Regions from separate parts of the Mus musculus genome. Here region 1 is linked to region 2. Evidence: chromatin contacts called from public HiChIP or PLAC-seq data. All regions are on one chromosome and are shown on one strand. Each heading gives the region's core, a stretch centred on a gene start, on an enhancer-like site or on the middle of the called end of the contact. The rest is flanking DNA. Distances are from core to core; before and after follow the strand shown.

The links. HiChIP or PLAC-seq counts read pairs in DNA pulled down with a chosen protein or histone mark.
Region 1: a contact with region 2 is called in a FOXA1 HiChIP or PLAC-seq map of pancreatic cancer cells. The contact joins the promoter of Sgsm3 here to the promoter of Enthd1 in region 2. A contact is called at or near these places in 4 of 39 promoter capture datasets (fetal liver, liver, pre-B cells and 1 more), 1 of 115 datasets of contacts at active chromatin or transcription factors (pancreatic cancer cells) and 2 of 9 other capture datasets (macrophages and pancreatic islet).

The regions. Positions count from the first base shown.
Region 1 is chr15:80,974,944-80,979,397 of GRCm38.p6, forward strand. Sgsm3 (small G protein signaling modulator 3) reads left to right here and starts at 2,822. Exons shown (of 22, transcript NM_134091.2): 1 at 2,822-2,922.
Region 2 is chr15:80,558,914-80,562,942 of GRCm38.p6, forward strand. Enthd1 (ENTH domain containing 1) reads right to left here and starts at 1,557. Exons shown (of 6, transcript NM_001163189.1): 1 at 1,091-1,557. The coding sequence starts at 1,439.

The DNA.
Region 1 (4,454 bases), core at 1,572-4,071, 420 kb after region 2:
AGACAGCGACAGTGTACTTACATATAATAATAAATAAATCTTTGGGCTGGAACGAGCAGAGATCCTGAGTTCAATTCCCAGCAACCATATGATGGCTCACAACCATCTGTACAGCTACAGGGTACTCATATACATAAAATAAATAAATAAATCTTAAAAAAAAACCAAAAACAAAGAAAGAAAGTTTGAGGCCAGCCTGGGTTACATGAGACCTGGACACACACACACACACACACACACACACACACACACACACACCACATTCTTTTCTAGCTTGGCTTGTGATCACAGCACTCAAGAGTGCTGAGGCAGGAAGATAGTAAATTCCACAACCGCCTGCGCTGCATACTGAAGCTCTGTCTCAGACAGCCTAGGAGAAATACATATTTACTTTGTTGTTGTTGTTTTGAGACAGGGTTTTACTGCTTAGCTCTGGCTGTCCTGGAACTCACTCTATTGACCAAGCTGGCTTCAGAGCTCTGCCTGCCTCTGCTCCTGAGTGCTGGGATTAAAGGCTAAACCCCCATGCCCAGCTTCTGTCGGCTCTTGAAACGGCACATTTTTTGATTCAAAGAACTCTATGGCAGTCTTTGGTTTTAGCTGGTGAGGCTTCTCCTACTTTGCATTATGAGGCAGGTGCCAGTTTTCTCACACACGTGCAGCTTGGCTGAATTATGTCAATACACAAGGTCCCGTCTTATGTGTATTTGACACTGCTAAAACTGAAAGGAGCCTTGCCTGGGCACTGATGGTCCTAGGAGCATTAAACAGTTTTTTGTGTGCTTGTTTTCTTTCTCCTCTTTCTGACTAACAGCCTTTCCTGTAGCCTAAACATATTTGCACAGTTCTTACGTAGCATTTTGAAATAAATGTTTCATAAGGCAGACTTGATGGCACACCCCCTTAACCTCAGCAACTTAGAAGGCAAAGGCAAACAATCTCTGGGAGTTTGAGGCCACCCTGCTTTACACAGGGAACTCCAGGTCAGCAAAAGGTATGTGAAGAGACCATGTTAAAACATGAAAACTGAGCCGGGCAGTGGTGGCACACACCATTAATCCCAGCACTTGGGAGGCAGAGGCAGGTGGATTTCTGAGTTCGAGACCAGCCTGGTCTACAAAGTGAGTTCCAGGACAGCCAGGGCTACACAGAGAAACCCTGTCTCGAAAACAAACAAACAAACAAACAAACAAACAACAACAACAACAAAAACAAACAAAAATCAAAAAAACAAAAACCACACGCAAAAACTGAGGGGCTAGAGTTGGCTCAGTGATTTAGTGATTAAGAGCACTTGTTGCTTTAACAGAGGACCTGAGTTCAATCCCAGCTTCCACGTGGTGACTCAGGACCATCTGTAACTCCAGTTCTAGCCTCCTCAAGCGCCAGGCACCATGGTACATGTATACTCATGTGGGCAAAGCACTAATACACATACAATAAAACACATGCATCTTTCAATTTTTAATGTGTGTGCTGGGGATGAGTCACACAAATTAAAAGGGTGCTGTGACTGAAAAGACAAACAGACTACTTAGGTAATCAACACAGATTCCATGTTACCACTTCCTAGCTCCTGTTATTTCCATCCGGGTCCTTCTCTAAACACTTCCGTCAGAAAGTCAGCCGTGCCTGTTTGCTAGCAGTCACCACCGTGGGGCTTTTTTGACTGTTGGCGTTCCCTCATAGAAGGAGGGACTGAAGAGGGCAACTGTCTGCCCCTTCCCACCCCAGACTTGAGATTACAGCTGCTCCTCACAGCCATTGGAGGCAGTTCTACCCTAATTGCACATGACCTCAAAAATCTCTGGATGCGCCGGGTCATATATGCTTCAGGGGCTCCATGTCCTCCTGAGCTGTGGGGAAGCCATATTCCATTTCGGGTGAAGACGGCAGTATGGCTGCATGTTACCCATGCTCCTGTATGCAATCTATCATCTATGCTCTGTAAGTAAGCCTAACAGATTCATTGGCTCTCCAGGTTGAACTTTGCTGAGATCGTACTTCGATTCGTCATTGGCACCTTATAAGGATCTGGTAAATATTTAAGTCTCTCAGGGAAGGAATTTTTGAAACAAATGAGAATAACATTCATTCTGCATTCAGCCCATTCCTGTGCTTGGGTGATGTGAAAAACCTGCTAATGTGCTTTGTAAGCTGTTTATTGTACGGCCAGGTCATGACTGAGTCCACCTTGCGGTTTGTAGAGTTTGCTTCATTGACCTGGGCACAAGTACGAACCAACACTTCAAACCGGTGTTGGTCGCAGTCAGTGTCTTTTCAGATTTGGCTGAGATGTCCCTTTAATGCTGTTGATAGCCTTTCTGAAATGAGGGAGGGGGGGGGGGCGGGTTCAGATTAGATTCCTTGCCAGCAGTGACAGTGTCAGCTGCCATCTTTCTGGATTGTTCTTTGGTGCTGTGTTTAAACGTTTTCCATACACATTGAGTTCTCACGGAAACCGTAAGTTCCGGGTTTTTATGGATGCGCAAAATGTTACGAGTGACTCAAAAGCAGGTGCTCAGGTTCCACACACCGCTTCCTTCTTAGTCATGACCTCAATCAATTACTGCTTTCCCCAGGGCCTGTGACTGATGGAAAACTAGATTAATCTGGTCTAGAAGCCAGCTCTGTGAGCCTGAAAGAGAAGACCAGTTTCTGGACTTGTGCACTGACTCCATCCTGACTGCTCCCAAACAACCACGAGTTGCTTGCATCACAGACCGGGTGCCTGGGGTACCTACCTCTAAAGGACGCCTGGAACCTGGGATGGGCCAGTCTTCCCGCGAAACTACAGCCCCCAGCATGCCCCACGGCCACCGGCTCTGCGGCCCGCGCGTGCGCAGAAGGGCAGCAGTGCGCGCCGACTAGGAGGCAGCTGCTAGCCTGACCTGCCGAGGTGCTGAGGTGGCCGCGAGACAGGTGAGCGGTGCGCGAGTCTCCGAGTCTCCGGGCCGGCGAGGGGGACGCTCACCTGCCTCTTGAGTGGAGGCCGCGGGGTACGGGCTGAGGGGAAGGCGGCGGGGAAGGCGCCGCCTCAGGCGGGGGCGGCGAGCCGCCGCGGCGTGGCTGCTCCCACGGCGACCCGGGACGCGCGTGACAGTGACAGACCCACCCCCTCCGGCGGCTCCCGGCGACCCGGAGGAACTGCGCCTGACGCAGCGGCGGGCGTCTCGGCAGGTGGCAACTCTCCCTCAGAGCCGACTTAGCTGTTCCCCTGGAAGACTCGGGTTCAGTGCCTAGGCCGAGTGTTAGCAGCGGGGAAACTGAGGCGGACGTGTAGGCAGGGGTCGCCTCGTGTGCTTCCGGTTAGAGGTCCTGAAATTACCCTGAGATTTAGGTGTGGGTCCCGACTGCTTTCATAGGGCAGTAATAGGAAATACAGATGCTTTAAAGTTTCCTTGTCAGTGACAGATTGTGCCGTGTCTTCCCGTCTCATGATGCATAGGAAATTTATGATGGGCTATGGTGGGTTTGTTTTTGTTTTTGTTTAGGTTTTTGTTGGTGTTGGTGGTGAGTTTTTAGAGATGACAGGGGAGTGGGTATTATCTGTCTGTCTGTCTGTCTGTCTGTCTATCCGGTTCCTTAAAAGAAATCTTTCTAGGTAAATTCATGTTTGTAGCCCAGGCTGGCCTCAGACTCCGAGCTCTGCCTGCTTCTGCTTTCCAAGTGCCGAACTGAAGGTGTGCGCTCTCAAGCCTCCAAATTCACATCTTCAACCGGACTACTTTTCAGTTTCATCTTTTTTTCTTTGTAGCTTTTCTGACTGTGCTGGTGACTGAGTTTTCAGGCACGCACAGTTCCTGGTTCTTTTCCCCCTTAAGCCCTCTGTTAGCCTCCAGCTTTCTTCTGACTCCAAGCATTAATGATCAGTTTCCCATACTCTGTTCCCCGTGACCTATGTGTGTGCTGCTGCTGCTGCTACTGTTGTTGTTGATTATTCCATATGGAACCCAGGGCCTCCCTCCACTACTGAGCTGTCCCCAAATCCTTAATGTAGCTTCTTCATCATTATCTCATCTTGGTTTTTTGGTTGATTGGTTGATTGGTTTTAAACTTTTAAAATTTAATTTTTTTAAATGTGTGTGTGTTCATGAGTGCATGACCTGCAAAGGTCAGAAGATGGCTTTAGATCCCCAGGAGTTAGAACAGCGGTGAGATTGTTATGGGTTCTGAGAACCAAATTTGACTTCTCTGCTAGAGCAGTATTCATTCTTAACCGTAGAGCTATGGCTCCACCCCTGATTGTTGCTGGTGTTGTTTGTCCCTGGCTAGCCCGAAGCTTTCTGTGTAGACTAGGCTGGTCTTCAGTGATCTTTCTGTTTCTCTGACTCGTAGATGTTGGGATTAAAGCATGTGTCAACACATCCAACTCCCTGTCCTTTTTAACCACAGATATGTGTGGTCTATGGTAGAGGGGAGGTGTTTTGGCTGGTGTATATGACCCCTGGATC
Region 2 (4,029 bases), core at 307-2,806:
CCAATGAAAGAAACGAGTCTAAAGAAGTTTTACATCTGGAAAAAGTAAAACTATAAAGACCAGTGGCATCCAGGGCAAAGAGGGTGAGGGCAGGTCACAAGGCATCCTCGGGGAAGCGAAAGACCCTGTGTTATACTGGGTGGTTGACACAGGACAGTATGTCTTTCCAAAACCTACAGAACTATGATACAACTAAACTGAACATCAGTAGTAGTGTCAACACTGGCTGCCACTTGTAGCAAGTGTACCTCACTGATCTTAGAAACTGGAGAGATGATGTTTTGGTGGAGAAGGGTTCATAGAAACTATTTTTGTCTCATTTTTTCATTTCTTTAAAGTTATCATTTTAAAATGCAGTAACCATGGAGAGTAGAGTGAACTGTATTTTCTTCTTATGACTTAAAACCTATCACTTTAGGCACAATTATAACTTTGCATTTCTAACACAAAGGAAAGGAATGTTGGCTCTTTTCTTTGCAAATTTGGCACCAATCCACTTCAATACTCTATACCATCTTCCTATGCCATCGCCTTTCTACACCCAGAATTATCTTAAGACCTGAATTTCTGTGCTTCAGTTAAGTGAGCTCATCTCCATAGCCTTCGGAGATTCCAGAGTCCCTAGAAACACTTCCCTAGTTTATGACTAAATTCCGACTTAATTATACTCGTGAATTACAGTGACATCAACACACAAACGGCAGCGTCTCCTCTCTTCATTTGCTGTATTTACTTTTCTGTGAGGCGTCACTGGATCAGGACCTGCGTGTGTTCTGTGCTCTTTTGAAAACAAACACACTCTTCTCCCAAGTGCCACAGTCAATCAGAGGACGGAAATGAGAACCACAGCGGTCGGAGGAAAACAGTGGCTGGGACATCTAAGGACAACTCTTTAAGCCCAGGGTGATAACAGGGTGCACATCAACCTAGCGCGAGGGAGGTTGGGACTGGAGGGCAAGCTCAGGACAGCCTAGGCTACATCACAAGGCACTCAAAAATTGAGAACCGCCTTGCTCCAGTTGAAGATTTAAAACACTGCTATACACGCCTGTCCTTACAGGCACACTGTCGAATTTTTACAAACTGTTACCTTGGTCTTTGCCCGCTTCATCTATGTGTTGAAAATCCTTTAGCATTTGAAGGTTACAGACGCCCTCTCTGCAATACTGAATAACTTTCCTGGAGCCGTTCTTGATGAGGTAGTCCATCAGGGCGAGGGATTTGTACACGTGGCGCCAGTTCTTCCCGTGGTCGCTGAGTCGCTGCCACAGCATGTGCATGATCTCCGAGAGGGAGGCCGCATTGAAAGTCATGTCACTGATAGCTAACATCAGAGAGCTAGAGGGGCCCCAGGGGTCATTGGAAGTTGCTTCCCTGACTTTTTTTTCGGCATCTGAGTAATTTTTCACGAAGTTCTTCACTTGCCTCCTGAATGACATAGCTACAGTGAGTCTGAGGAGGGGGTGGAGGTGGGTGAGAGCGATGGGTCAGGAGTGACTGGTTTACAGAGCGCCTGACAGATTCGTCCCAAGTTCTGCCGCTCTCAAACACAAATGATTCATCTCCACCTGGTAAAGTATCGATTTCCTGCAAGGAAAGTACAAAAAATGTGGTGTAAGTTCCTCAAAAAAAAAAAAAAAAAAAATGTCTACAGGAGACCAAGTTAGTCTGAAAAAAAAAAAAATTTTAGTTTCCAAGAAAGCCTGTCACATCACCAGCCTGAGGAAGGAAAGGACTCTATATAGGTGTGCTTAGGATAAACACGGGAAAATCCCTCACAAGACTGACCTCAGCTATCCAGAGAATATAGGTAGTCTATCTGCTCCTAAAAGGTTCTGCAGAAAATATTGCTCAGCTCCCTTGACAAGGAGTACGAGTTTAAAGACGTACACACAGAGGAGACAGATTCATAGTTCAGGGGGAATTTGCACTCTGACACCTCTTTCTTAACAAAAGCTGTTGTTATACACACTGTGTCCTGGAAATAATTTGAATGGTGGTGAAAATTGAGTGTGAGGTCCTCCTCGTACCCAGAACCCTGTTCCCTGCAGAACCATGAAGCACTCTGATCAAACCTGAGTAGGTGCTGCTCTCTGGTCTATCTAGAGAGCCGGCGTTAAGATAAATACTCTACCTCCTGTGGATTACAGCTAACACAGTATCCAAAGCAGCATCTTAGCCTAGCAAACTAGAGGGAAAGCTTCGATTACTTTCTTTACTCGCTTTCAGGGAAAAAAAGGTGTGGTTTTAACATTCAACAGTATCAAAGTGCTATTTATAAATGACATGGCGTGAGGAACTCCCTTAGGCCTGGAGTGATTAGCAGGAGTCTGACAGCTTCCCCATACATAGAAGAGGAAGCATTTAGGTTAATATAAAAACGCATTCAAACTTAAACCGGTACTCGGCCCTAAGAATTCGCAAGATACTTGAGAATTACCAGTTTCTGATTTACATGAAACTCCCTTCCTCTTTTTCATTACTCTGCAGGAAGGTGAGTCACTTAGTTTGTAATTTCTCTGGTGATTCACCTCCGACAGGGACAAAGGCACTGTGCCAAATTGATTTCAAGCCCTGATGAGCATCCAGACCCAACGAAGTCTAGATGAACTATAATCAGATTTTGCTATCAAAGCTGCACCCATCCAAAAGAAAGAAAAAAAAATCAAACTCATAACGACTGTTTGGTATTTTTAGTTTTGTTTCCTTGGCCTCCTCAGCTTCTAGCTCACGCCTGATTAATCTGTGTATCAAGGGAAAACATAATTTTCAGATGCATGGTTAAATGAACTATCACCTTAAAAAAACAAAAAACAAAACCAGATCATTAACCCTTTCAGCCCCTCTACCTTTTGATTTAAACCCAATGCAGTCTGAAATAAATTAGATACAAAATATAATTGCTTTAATAAGATTTCTCAGAAAGAGACCATATCCTATGAAGAAAAAGAAAGTGTGTTTCTGTGATGTTCTGGTTGTCTCGTATGCACCCGGAATGTGAACATTTCGTCTGACTTCCTCCTGCAGTGAAAACCTGATTTATAATGGTTCAGCACACTATTAAAATTTTCAATTTCTACTGTCCTTTTTCCCCTCCACCAAACTCACTCAATGCAGAGCTGCACCATAACACCAGCCTAGAATAACAAATATTGATCCATGTCTTCACAGATCTATTTTTTCTTTAAAAAAAAAACTGCCTTAGAATTATAACTTGCTGGAATTGAACAGTTGTTAAAAACTCTTTTGTTTTTATGGCTACCTATCTATATTTTGGAAAGACTGCATTTATTATTCATTTTTCCTATATTCTCTAAACTGCATCCTCAAATTTTGGAAGCATTTTCGTAAACAAATTTTCTGTTTTCTGAAAAAAAAAATTAAGAGCCTTCTAACCCAAAACAGTAGTTTAAAATGGATGTGCCTAACACCGTGTCAAAACTAAATACACTCTCAACTGTTACAACAAAGAAAAAAAAGTCTAGATAGGTCAATTAATATCACTTGTCACACAGAGTGCCATGAACATATAATGAGGCACCATTCGGCCATAAAGAATTCAGTAGCTGGTGTTAGTTGTACATATTGTGAGCTGATTATGTTTAAGACACTCAGCTATAGAGAAATGCTGTTTCCTGTTTCCTCTAGGTAACCTGTGGATTGTAATTACAGTCATGTGCTGCACAGATGCCTCAGGCAAGGATGTCATACATGATTGTGGTCACACAAAATTACATCACCTAGTGACATCATAGCCGTCTGAGACTGGGTAAGGACACCCTATGTCTGTGTCCATCTAATTGTGCATGTCTCAGGATGTGCCCCTGTCATTAGGCTCCTTGTGACTATATGGCATCTGAGACAAAAATCGGTGGCAAGGAGGCAAGTTTCCACACTTGACTCTCAGTTGTCTGGCCACCTGTGTCACCATCACACTGGGAAATAAGAGGGAGAAAGGCAATTCATGTCTCCGATTCATCATCCCTCTGATCTCTTATCTCACTGTAAAGGTCATCCCATAATACTCTG